Linked DNA regions of Oryctolagus cuniculus: region 2 is linked to region 1. Evidence: chromatin contacts called from public Hi-C data. All regions are on one chromosome and are shown on one strand. The core of a region is the stretch at or near the end of the contact, and the rest is flanking DNA. Distances in the headings are between cores, read along the strand shown. Region 1 overlaps WWOX (WW domain containing oxidoreductase). Region 2 overlaps WWOX (WW domain containing oxidoreductase).

What was found. A called contact is a pair of places that touch in the nucleus more often than the background predicts.
Region 2: a Hi-C map of an unstated tissue shows a contact between it and region 1, with 2.7 times the contacts expected there. The contact joins two enhancer-like sites. A contact is called at or near these places in 2 of 6 Hi-C or Micro-C datasets (liver and an unstated tissue).

What each region holds. Positions count from the first base shown.
Region 1 is chr18:60,850,013-60,856,866 of mOryCun1.1, reverse strand. The region is part of intron 8 of WWOX (WW domain containing oxidoreductase); the gene reads right to left. Among named protein-coding and RNA genes, the nearest start is that of WWOX, 400 kb to the right of the region's middle. Within about 2 kb of position 3,781, at least 4 of the 8 cell types and tissues checked have an H3K27ac peak or open chromatin away from gene starts, as enhancers often do.
Region 2 is chr18:61,019,752-61,026,265 of mOryCun1.1, reverse strand. The region is part of intron 8 of WWOX (WW domain containing oxidoreductase); the gene reads right to left. Among named protein-coding and RNA genes, the nearest start is that of WWOX, 570 kb to the right of the region's middle. Within about 2 kb of position 1,390, at least 1 of the 8 cell types and tissues checked has an H3K27ac peak or open chromatin away from gene starts, as enhancers often do.

The sequences.
Region 1 (6,854 bases), core at 2,532-5,031:
TGTGAACATCTTTCTAGGGCTCTTAGAAGTTCCAAATGCTTCTTCAAAGAACAAGGTGGCTGGACAGAGGCAGCCCTGCAAGCTTCGCTGACAGGTCTGCTGTAGTGGACACGGTCACTGGTTATGCTTGCAGACCACGGATATGCTGGGAACGGGAGGCAATGAGCTGCCTCCACAACCACAACGGTCATCTTCTGCCGGCTCCTGATTGTGCACAAGCTGTTGGAGGGACTGTGAACACCAAGAGGCAGGGGAGGACAAGGATTTCTGCTCTCTGAAAAGTAACACATGGGACTAGGGACATGCATGCTGAGCAGCCCACCACCCCTGGTGGGGCTGCTGCTGGCCAGAGTGCACCGCCACCTGTCAGTGTAGTCCACACCACAGTGACATCCAGAGGGAGCAATGTCCACAACTAACAATGGCCATCCTGGTGGCTTAGCGACTTTGTGCCAGCACGGGCGTGGCGGGCTCATTATACTCATCACTAAATCTCAAACACTGTCTCAAGTCAGCAGCTGACTGAACTGAGTCCAGCGTTCTGGTAAAGGCTTCACAATTGGCTCTCCAAAAACGAACCTGAGTGTATAAATATACGGGTGTCTGTTTAGTTTATGCTTTCCTGCTGGAAAGGGTGTATAGCACACCATTAGTAAGAAAAAAAAATGCCATATCCTTTATTATTTCCAATTTATAGTTTATGTTTATGATTTTATAGTTTTTATTTATAATTCCACAGAGCTCACCGATTCTCAGGGAGTGCTGTGATTTGTGCTGAACCCTTGCATCCACAGCTAAGCTGTGGCTGCAGCTGATGTTATTGCTTGATACTTCTGAGTTAATCAGTGAGATGAGGGTCAAACGGTAAAGACAGACATATTTTGGTTCTTCACTCATTCTTCAATGGCGAAGCGATTTCTGTGCTGAATCGGATAACAGGTTTTTTAATGCACTGAGGGAATATTCCCACGATTTTTTATACTATTCATAGTGTGATGTTTACAGCATGTTCTCTTCAATTTAATCTGCATTATTAACAGTATAATCACTTTCTAAGTCGAGATGATATTTTTAAAAAGTCGAGCCTTGAGTTGTAGTTTTTGCCTATTTCTGTGGCATAAATAATGCCGCTGTGGCTTTCAAATTGCCAAGACAAGGACCCTGGGGGCAGGGCTTGAGAGCACTGTGCAATTTCACAGTGTTCCAGGACATTTCCAGCACAGGCACACAACAGATCCAGATAACCTCAGAAAACAGTCAAAAGTGGCCAGACCGTAAGGAAGTGCGGAGCCCCGAGTACTATCTGCACGACTTCGTTACTACCCAGTGCAAGGTCAACAGGAATGAAGGGCTTCGCTGGACACCAGAAACTGCCAATTGTGCAAGAGCACACAGGCATGCATACACACACACCCTTCACCCTGCGGTCCTGCTGGCTCAACCCCCTCACTCTCTTCTGAGAGAGGGAGATGCTTTTGAATGTAGCTGGCCATCCGTGATCCAGATGGAACAGCTGAAAAAATTAAATACGGTCCTTTCTGAAGAGTCGGGAGTTTTGACAAAGACAAAGGGGACAGAGAGGAAGGCGTTCGTGCTTCTGAGTGGGCCAGCCCAGCCAGCAGGCCAGCCCCACAGACACAGACGGCTCCAGTCACAGCACACAGATCTGCAGAGCGAGCCACTGGCTGGAGGCTTTCCCGCTCCGCTTCCCACCTCCCCCGCCTGGCCACCAGCCTTCCCTCTGCTCCCCTGGAGTGCAGGATGTGGTCCGCTTTCGGCTGCTCCTCAGATTTGCGAGTAACCTTATTGTGCTCTTCATCATTTGCTGCTGTTGGAGGCAAAAACTGATTTCAGAAGTAAAGCCTGGAACCCGGGCCAAGTGTGGAGGGCGTCTAGCAAACCCAGACCCCCTGATGTCAAGGCCAAGTTGGTTCACCCCGTTCTATGGAGCAACCTGCAGCGTCCTGCAGTTAGAGGGATAAGCTGTGTGAGCTCAAGAAAAGGAGGGGCAGTTTAGGAGGCTCTTCCACACCGTATTTCTTGAGGTGCGGTTCTGGAAGCGGTTCCCCCAGCCAGGCAGCACCAGCACTGAGTGGTGTTGGCACGTGGGAGCACAGCAGGACTGAGTTTCCTCGCCTTCCTACGATAATCCAGACATGCCCCCGCACTCAGCGGTGCACACCGCCATTTGGCTCAGGAGCATCAATGCTGCTCAAAGGATGCTGAACACGGCGGTGGCACACGGGTGACACAGATGCCGCATGCCTTTCTCGAGAATAAGGTGTGTGGTACGGCACAATGTGGGTGTCCCTCCATGTATTCAAAAAAATAAATAAAAACCACGGCGTTTTATGGGCCAACAAGACTAGAAGAATTCCAAAGCACTCCCTGGGAGTGTCAGAGCTATACAGTATCCATGAGATACAAACTGGAATATCCTCTCACTTGTCACAAACATGGTTTGTTTCTCTCTCACTTTTTATTTTGATCGCCAAGGGTCAGTTGCTTATAATAAACATCCATGTTTCCTAGGCCCAAATGACATTTGTAATGTGAAATCCAATCTGTGGTGCTTGCCCAGAAAAAAAATTTATATATATTACTGTTTATCTTATCTTCAAAAAATAGCGTGCGCGCGCTCTCTCTCTCTCTCTCTCTCTCACACACACACACACACACACACACACATACTGGGGGGGGGGGAGGACATGTTCTGTATCCCCAAGAGAGTCCTAGTACTGAGATCTTTCGTTTGCTCTCTGGTGGCTGAAAGAACCTACGACACTATCTGTGTCTATTACTTTATTCAAGATAATGTTGTCCATCTTTGAAAGATCTTGCTGCTCCAGGGTTCACAACAACACAGATTACAAGGCACCCGAGCCTGAAAAGAACTCAGGCTTAGCATAACACAGGATCTGGGCAAGTAACAATTAATTATTATTAATGAAGAAGACAGACCCTCTAACAAGAGTCCACACTGTAATGTCCTTCCCACCTCTCAGCCATGGCATCACAGGCCAGGCTTGAGGCAGGTGTGAGAGGAGGCACCTGGGCTGCCACGTGCCAGTGTACACGTGGATGGATGGACAGACGGACAAGTTTTTGGAGAATCTGGATCCACCTTTTAGGGGTGGGGGGAATGGAGCTCAAGGAGGTGCAGAATTCTCCTCCAGTGTTTTTTTTTCCTTTCTCCTGGGTTAAAATCAGAGTTAAGACTGTAGAAGCTCTACTCTTCATTTGACAGAGAGGCTAAGTCACTGACCCGATTCGTTCGTAAGGCGAAAGAGATAGAGAATGCGGACATGTGCCAAGAACACGCTCGGGCACCAGGCCAAGAGAACACGGCCTGTGTATCCACAGGGAGCACAGGCATGCCTCAGCTTTATGCTGGAGCCTGTTCACGTCCACAGAAGCCACTGTCTCAACACTTGAAGCCTGTTCTTCCTCCTACTCGAGGCGGCCCTATGCCAGCGTGTCCTGGGCACAGACTAACCTGGTCCTCAGTGGGGCACCCCTCAGTGCAGGGGTCTAGCTGCACTGAGCAGGGACAGCACGGCTCCTGCACAACATGTCTCTCCTCTGGGGCGCAGCCAAGCAAGTGTGCTTCTCTTTCCAAATCGCACTGCTCTCAAGAGGGAGAGAAAGGCCCAGTCTTCCTCTGCGGCCCTGGAGCCTTTCCACCCACTCGCTCTACAAAATCAGTTCATCTGGGTAATTTTTAAAGCACAGTGCGTGGGCCAGCTGGAACAAGTTGCCTCTTCCTGGCCAAATGCTTGGGGCTTCTTCCAGCCTGCAGCCTGTGTGCTCAGTGTGCTAGTGAGAGCCCAAGGGCCTGGCCAGGACTAGGAAGGAGGGTGTTGCTAACCAGACTCCCTAGTGTTCAGGAGCAAGGAGGAAGCCTTATTTCTGGGGGAGGCAAGTCACTGGGACCTGTGGTCCGGCAATGCTCTGGAGCCTGGCTCGATCTCCAGCACTGGACCAGGCTCTCTGGATGCCAAGGCCAAATACTTGTCCTAAAAATTAAAACGGAGGGGGATTTTCACAGAGAGACAAATTACTTTTACTTGCTCTAGTCTCCTCCAGCTCAGGGGTGACCTGAGCACCAGGTAGACCCCTGGTACGGTTCTGGTAGATCCTAGCTTTATTCTAGAAACTAAGCCAGTTAAATAAGATGCTGTCAAGCCAGAAGCTGCCTGGAACTCTTGGCAAGTGTGTTCCCTCAGTACAAAATAATATAAACAGAAAGGAACAATATTCTCTGTTTTCTCACTCCACACATTTTATAGGCTACAAACCAGAATTCATTTGGGATGGGCCACAAACTTTCAAAAAATAAGTTCTTTGTGTTTAAAAAGATCTTTAGATTTCAAGTTTCACAGAGTGCGGGCTCCCTATTGTGAATGTTCCCAATCTACTGTGATTTGTCGGCTCAGAAAAATTCAGGAAAAGTAATAGCCCACAGAACAGAAGGAATTGTGTGAAATGCACCACTTATCTCCTTTTGGGCACAAATGCACCCATTCTTCTTCTGGGGGCTCTACAACTCTTCCTGATGAGTATTCACATTAATTCATGTGCCTTTGGTTTCTCAAAGGCTCAGCTTAAGCACTGGAGGTGAGAAGTTGAAAGTGCACTCATAGAGAGATCTTCAGGATAAACCGAGTCATAGTACATAAATTCTAGGTGCTCAAGGACCAAAAAAAAAATAGTATCACGAAGCCACTGGCACCGTGACTCCCACTGAGGGATGGGCCAGTCCTCTGAGCATCTGTGAAACAACCGAGAGGAAATGTGCCTCCCATGCCATGTGAACCTGGGAAGAAAACTCTGAAAACAAAGGATGACAAGTACTAGAAAAATCCATACAAGGTTTCCTTAAAATCTGAAGTGGACAGATGCATTCCAAGAGACAGACCTTGCTAATGAACACTGCTTGACAAACTAACTTGATCTACAAACGCGAGTCTGAGACAGTACCTTTCTCCGAGGGTTTCCTTGAAGAGTATCTTTGACTTCACTGTTTCAAAACGTTCCCCTCTTCGGGGATAATATGCTCCCTAGATTTGCCAAAGAGCCATTCCCTAAGGCATCCTAGAGAATATATGACTTCATTTTTCCACAGATGTATTTCTATACACCTGGTGTTTTGGTTATTTATTAACCATGCCTACTTCTTTTTTTTTTTTTTTTTTTTTTTTTTTTTTTTTTTTTTTGACAGGCAGAGTGGACAGTGAGAGAGAGAGACAGAGAGAGAAAGGTCTTCCTTTGCCGTTGGTTCACCCTCCAATGGCCGCCGCTGCAGCCGGCGCACCGCGCTGATCCTGGCAGGAGCCAGGAGCCAGGTGCTTTTCCTGGTCTCCCATGGGGTGCAGGGCCCAAGCACCTGGGCCATCCTCCACTGCACTCCCTGGCCATAGCAGAGAGCTGGCCTGGAAGAGGGGCAACCGGGACAGAATCCGGCGCCCCAACCGGGACTAGAACCCGGTGTGCCGGCGCCGCAAGGTGGAGGATTAGCCTATTGAGCCACGGCGCCGGCTAACCATGCCTACTTCTATGGTTTCTAGCTTTATATCTTTAAAGTCATTAAAACTTAATAGGAGAATTAATCATAGAAGAAATCTCTCAAACACAGTTGCCAAGTACTTTTTCTTTTCCTTGACTGACATATTTAAAATGTATTTGAATGTTATTTATTTCATCACACCCAGGGAATAGAAAAAAATAACTTGCAGCTTCCAAGTTCAGAGAAAGCATAAAAATGTGATTTACTATTTATTGTACAGTTAGGCACATGCATATTATATATTGCATGTTAATCTTCGACTGGCTAAGTTTAGCGAATTTGACAACACTACTGTTTGCAAGTGAGGAAAAGGAATCGACATCTGTTCTCTTCCAGATATGATTCCTTCTTGGAAGGAATCAGAAATACTCCCAGGCCTTCTATTTTCTGGGTAAACTGATAGAACACAGGCAGCTTAAATGGACAGTCAAACCACAATGCCCCCTGGTGGTGAAACAAAGCATCTACATATGGACGTGTCTTCAGCATTTTGTGAATACGCTGGAGAGAAACCTTATTTTAATGGTGTGGACATTTTCTTTTCCCATTGATAAGAACACCAAAACAAAGATCACTGGTGCAATGAAGCTGCTTTTAAATGGAAAACAGAGAGTCTGTTAGTGAAATTAAGGGTTCCTTGTGGAAATCCTATTGCTCAAACTTCTTTTCCTAATGCTAAGGAACTACATCTGAATTCTGCAGTGAGGACCTGGAGGACATGAGAAGATCCGAACTGCAGCCCGAGTATATTTTTAACCGAATTTATGAAAGTGGAACAGTCGGCACTCACAGGTGGACCTGAGGGTCCGCTAGCTTATTTTCAGTTGAACTAAAATGGAATGAGAACACATTCCTGGTTTTAACCAGGGGACTGAGGACTCCATCTTCCCATCATGCGCTCAGGATGCACCTCTGATAAGCAGCTTAAAGGGAGCTTCCTCCTCGGGTCAGACATAAATAGAGATTCGTAGGTTCCCTTAATCCAGACACACATCGCTTCTGAGTTAGACCTCATAAATCTCAAGAACAGCCGGCAACACATGAAAGGCAATGTTGTGAGAAGGCTCCAACACATTAAATGAGAACTCTGAAATGTGGGTTCATTAATCATACAAACAATACCAATGCCTTGTAGGAATTAAGGAACGTAGTGCCATCCCTTCTCAGAACGCATCTCGTTCTGCCTCTTGCTATCTCTGGAAGCAGGCAGGCCCGGAACAGGGACTGACACCGCACTCCTCAACCTGCAGAGAAGTGGAGCCAGGAGCAGTGCAAGGTCACACAGCAG
Region 2 (6,514 bases), core at 141-2,640, 170 kb before region 1:
CAGGACATGGGGCTGGCATTGTGGCATAATAGCTTAAGCTGTGGCCTGCTATGCCAGCATCCCATATGGGCACCAGTTCATGTACCAGCTGCTCCATTTCTGATCCAGCTCCCTGTGAAAGGCCTGGGAAAAGCAACAGAAGATGGACCAATTGCTTGGGCACCTGCCACCTCCATGGAAGACCAGATGTAGCCCCTGACTCCTGACTTTGGCCTGGCCCAGCCCCGGTCATTGCAAACATCTGGGGAGTGAACTGGTGGGTGGAAGATCTCTCTTACCCACTCCTCCTTCTCTCTCTCTCTAGATCTTTCAAAATAAGTAAAATTAAAAAAAAAAAAAAAAAAAAAAAAAAAAAAAAACCAGAATAGGACAGTGTTGAAGATGAACTCCTAGCAGCAGAGCATCCACATCAATTTTTGAGGAAAAAGTTAATCTTATTCACACCCTAATTGAAGAGGACCGAGCTAACAGCAGAAACAACAGCCAGCAATGCAGATGTCTAAACTCATTCAGCTGACCCACATCTGCCTGAAGGATTAAAGTGGAACAAACTGTCTGCTTATCGGGTACCAGAACTGTTGTGTCTGGTTCTGCTGCAGACCAGAGCAGCGCTTTCGATATCGATTTTAAACAACAGCAATCAAGATCCTCAAGCATTTCTTAAAAGAATTCCAGCCAGGGGAAGAGACACGGCTTTACCAGTATGGTCCTGAATACAGAGCACGATCTGAGCATCGGTTACTAAGAAGTGGAAGCAGCCCAGTCAACGCAGACGTGGATGGGCCAAGAGCAAATGTTACGTGAACACTTTTCTGGGAAGCTCAGGGCATTTTGCTTGCTGACTCTGGGTAGGGCCAAAGAATGACAACATCGGCTTATATGACGGTGTTTTGAGAAAGGCAGCCAAAGCTTGAGCAGGAAAACACCCTGGAGAGTCCTTCACCACGACAAAGCTCCTCTCAGCAAACAAGGGCAAAGTCTCCCAGGAAAATCTGTAGACATCCACCAAACACTCTCGAGTTGGTGCCTTCTGACTTCTTTTTGTTTCCTAATCTTAAAAAAAATTTTAAAGGCATATATTCTTCTCAGTTAATAAAAAAAATGTGGTTAAATTCCCATGGTGCTCAGCTCCTTAGGGATGGATTAGATAGTTAGTATCATTACCTACAAAAGCATCTTGAACCTGAGCCAGTTTTTGTTGAAAAATTAAGTTAATATTTTTAATTTTCACCTTTTAGTTCTATTTCTCAATGAATATTTTTAAGTCCTCTCATACACATTATTATTTCTTATTCTTTAAGACAGCAATTATAATCTGGAGTCGGCAGATACTGCCAACTAGAAAATTTCTCTGTGTTCCAACCATTGCCCAAGCACTTGGCTTGAGCATCTTGGTCTAAGTCCTGGCTTACTCACAGCCTCGCTGGATGACCTTGTGTCACTTGGTTGAACTCCTTTGACCCACGGTTTACCCAAAAGGGGTAGTAAAGCCAACTTGATAGCTCCTTTGGGAACATTACATAAGCTAATATTTAAAGCATTTTCTCATTAGATTCTTCCATGATAAACAGGACATGTCTATTAACTTTTTCTTTTTAGTGTAGGTAAACACACTAACCAATAAAATCCATGACTATTTCAGGTGCTTGGTTACACTGGCCTTATATTCTCACTTAAAAGGGGGTCAACTACAGAATATGGCGGAGGAGACCGTCCAGTATGCAAAGTTCAATGCCCTGATTACAGCATGAGCAGCCCCACATCTGACTCAGATCCCTGTCACGGCAGAGTAGAGTTTGGATTCCCTGAATTTGACACAGCAAACTCTGCAGGATAAGCTGAGAAGGAAGTTATAGCATGCAGTGCAGGAAGACGTTCAGTGCCTCTGTGCTTGTGCTTAAAGAGGGGCAAGTGCTGCTGACGAGGAGGCACCGACATGCACACCTTGCTGGTGTTTTATTTACGGCACACCTATTCTAAGATCTTCAGGGGTTTTGCTCAGACATTCAGGAAAAAAAAAAAGTAAAAAAATTTGCACACAAGTTAACTGTGACTACTACAAGCTTTTTAACATACCCGAGGAATTCCTTTGTCCTCCAATGACATTCAGTAGGGGGTGCAGGGTGCCAAGAGGTGAAGAAAACCCCCTTCGCACCAAAACTTTCTGAATGATCATAATCAACACTGCTAAGAGGTTGTGTGATAACAAAATAATTTGTTCTTGGAAGGCAGTAAGTTTATGTTTTGTCTGAAGTATTCAATGATTTATGTGGCCCAGGGTCTCCTGGGAACTTCAAGGTAACACACTGGTAAATTCCAAAGGCCTTGTGTCCTGAGTGGGTTGCAAGGTTTGCTACCAGGGAGAACCACTGGAGGTGATGGCTGCAGCAGTGCCCTGGTGAACACAGGCCGAGAAATGAGGGCAGGCTGGGAAAGTGCATCTGCAAGGCCTCTCCTGGTTGGATTTTCAGCGCCTCCCAAGGTGGGAAAAGCCTTCGTCTTGGGCCCAGCTATCAGGTCAGAGGGATTTCCCTGGGGATGCTTTAGAGTTTGAGAAATAAACAAAAACTTCAAAAAGAGATGAGATCCAGAGAATGCTATAGCAAGCAATGCAGCTATGAATTAGAGAGAGGAAGAAACGTAAGATAGACTTAGGATGGGCTCAAGATGCCCGCAGAAAGATGATTCCCAGAGAGAGCCTGATGCCATAGAAAGAAACAAAGTTGCACTGATGGAGAGACTCATGATAAAACAGCTTACCTACCTATACATCTATCTATCTGTATACATACACACAAACACATACCTCAGCTGTTTCCTTTTTTGACATTCTTAGTAAACATGGAGTTTGTAAGCAGGAAATGTTTTTTGTTAGCAAGGTGTAATGTTTATGATGAGGGTTAATTCAGTCAAAAACCATCTGCTGACTACAAAGTATAGTCTCACAGAAATAAAATTCTTCAGTACACAAAGCTATCTAACCCACTCCGTAGACATGGCATCTAAACCTGGCTCTTCACACACTTAACATTACATAGGGAGTAAGTGAATGGATACCTATGTCCAGCAGGTATGAAGAGACACTACCACCACCTGGTGGCTACATATCAGAATTGCAGGAATAGGGGTTTTGTTTTATTCTCTCCTAAGCATGTGCACATAAAAGCTGCATGCCTTGGTGGCTTGTGTGGCTTTACACAGAGAACCAGAAGTAAAAAAGCAAATCAATATCATACTTTTTTTGCATGGGTAATCCCAAACAATATCAGCTTTTTTTTCCAGGCCTTTCCTGTCATTTTAAGTATTTATCTCACGAAACTCTACCAGAATGTTTAGGCTGCACAAATGCAGGCTAAGAGCAGAGCCAACACTTCTCACATGATCGAGTGTTAAGGGGGAGGGGAGCTTGATTGACAACTGACAAACCAATGATAGAACAAAGACAGAGCCTTTGCTTGGAAACATGGCTCATTTTTATAACCACATTTGCTTGGCCTTGTTTTCCTATTCGCTCAGAAGAAGTCCCTTTGACTGTTTCATGCTTCGTTTTGTTTTTCATACAGACTACGTTGTCAGCGAGGTCCGGAAGCTACAATGAATATAAAGTGCTGGGCAGGACAACATTTGATAAATGTAAACAATATGCATAGAGAAAACCTCTCAGATGAAAAATCCACATACATTTTTAGCGGCCGTCAGACTGAATGCAAATGGCTTTGGAAAATATAAGTGGTTGGATTTTTAATATCAAAGGAAATCACAGCCTTTTCTCTAATACTAAAATACTGCTGCACTAAAAAGGAGTCAGTAACTAAATAAACTAGGCAGCTGATTTTCAGCATGCAAAAGTCACTGCCTTTGCCCTAACCTTAGAAGCAAAGTCGTTCTTCTAGAAATGTTTAATGAGGGACAACTGAAAGAACCAAGAATTTTGCTTCTTTATAAAACTCCTTCTAAAAAAAAAAACAAAACTAAACCAAATGCACTTTGTGCTTTAGAGGGGGCCGAGCCCATTAAAAAATGAAGAGTTGGTGGGGCCCCCAAACGAAGCCACGCAATGTCAGTGCTTTGAAATTGCTCAGCCTCGGTTGTTTTCCAAGTCAACGCACTGGCAGTCTTGCCTGAAAGAAAGGAGTCAATAGGGAGAAAATAAATGGAGCATTTCCAGAACTCACCCAGCAGCTCGGAAAACTGTCTGCTTACTATTACACAGTTTTAACATGTCATAATCATTTTCACAGTAAAGATACCCTTCCTGCAGTTTAGACCAAGAATGCATGACTAATTTTAACCACTTGTGCAAATCTCCTAATGGAAATTTCAAACAGCTTTTGTGGATTAGAATTTCGTAAACTGTATGGGGAGCAGCAACAGATACCAGGTCTTGCTGCTGCTCCCATCAACCCACCAACGTCTAATGAAGTACTGAGTAACAGTGGGCCACCACATAGTACTTACAGAAGCTGTAATTCTTGCTGGCGCTTCACGGCGTGCACATTCATTGGGTAAAAAGTAGAACCAAGTAATGTGAAAATGCGGTCAACGAGAGGGTGAGGGAGGTGGATGCTGTGTTAACTGGCAGAGCCTTGCAAAGTGCTGCAAATGAGCAAACCCTGCTGACCCCCACCTCGCTGCATGCAGATCATCAGCCACCAAGGTAGGGGGCACTGTTTCCACTTTATCACCACCTCCTTCAGCTGGCGCTGGGGCAGGCCAAAGCCGTGAGCCTGGAACCCAGCCAGGCCTTGCAGGTGGGTGGTGTGAGCCCTCACCTGCAGCATCCCAGGGTGCACTGTGACAGAAAGCTGGAGTCAGAAGCAGAGCTGGAATTCTGGGACAGATTGGGGCATCCCAAGAGGCATGACAACCACTACGCCAAGCAACCACCCTGCGGTTTCCATTTTCTGTGTCTAAATGGTAATAACTACAGAACTGTGATTGTAAGCTGACATGCTATTAGATTTATAAATGTTCCATAACATTAAGAAAACATGAGGGTCATCATATTAGAAATCACATATGTGTACATAATAAGTTTGTCAGTAAAAGAATTTTAACAGGAAATCAAAATATTGAACTTACAGATGTAGCTGAATATATTTAATGTCTACATCTAAACATATAGATGAAACAGTATTCCAGAGCTCCTGAAAAATGCTGCTGAAATGTGTTAGGTTTGTAAACAAAGTAATATGAATTGTAAACTGAACTTAAAGCTTAAAGAACTGCTAAGGTTTGAAATTTCTGGTGTAAATGAAATGAAATAAAAAAAAAAATACCCAATACTCGCTAAACCTCGTGACACACTCTTGTCTCTGCCCACAAAGACCGAAGACCTAAGCAGAGCCCAGCTACCCGCCATCGCTCACCTTGTTTCCCTCACTTGCGTCCTTCGTGGGTCACAGGGCAGTGGGAGATCCTGGGGAAAGCAAGTGCCCAGCCCCACACCCAAACGCTGGCATTTACCCAATCCACACTGCCAATGCATTTGATAAAGGGAACCATGGTAGGCTAAAGGATCCCTTATAAGGGAAACATCAAGATGTTGATGCGAGAATTAATTTAAATATATATAAAAACATATAAAATGACGATGATGATGAAGATGATGATGCCACTGTAACTTATTTTATGTAGCATTTATCATTCGTAAATCCCTTTCAAACACACCATCTTTTATGTAGCAACTCAGTGGTTAACATGAGCTTTGAAATGAGGAAAATCTGGGGTTTTAATCAGTAGCATGACCTTGGGCAAATGACTAAACCTCTCAGATCTCTCAACTGTAGGCCGGGGTTAATAGTAATACCTCCTAATAACCTAATAGGTTACTGTCAGCATGAAAACTGACAGTGTCTGCTGCTAGCACTGTGGCACAGGGGGTAAAGCCTCTGCCTGCAATGTCAACCTCCTATAGGAGTGCAGGTTCAGGTTTCAGCTGCTCCACTTGCTATCCGGTTCCCTGCTTCTGCTAGTGGAAGACGGCCCAGGCACTTGGGCCCCTACACCCACTTGGGAGACCGGATGGCACTCCTGCCTTTGGCCTGGCCCAGCCCTGGCTATTGTAGCCATATGGGGGGTGAAACAGAGGTTGGAAGCTTTTTTTTTTTTTTTCCTTTTCTCTCTCTCCTCTCTCTCCCTCTAAATCTGCCTTTCAAATAAATAAATAAACATTAAAAAAAAAAAAAGTACAGTATCTGAGGCTGTTCAGCCCACAGAAAGAGCAGCGTGGACCTTGGCAACTGTCACCATGACTAGTATTGGTTCTAGAAAACTCCAGGGCAGTTTTGTGGGGGGAAGCTACCAGGAAGAGAGGTTTTGAAGGGGCTCTCGCAGGGGAAGGCAGCCTGTGGGGGGGAGTAGGGGAGTACTATATTTCTGCTGCCCACTCCCAGGGTCCTCTCCACCAGTCTCCGCCTCTCCTGCTGCACCTCAAATGTGACTCCGCATGGGAATCACGGGGAGGACTCTTGATGCATGGCAGGCTCCACCCCAGAGTTTGACTCAGAAGTCT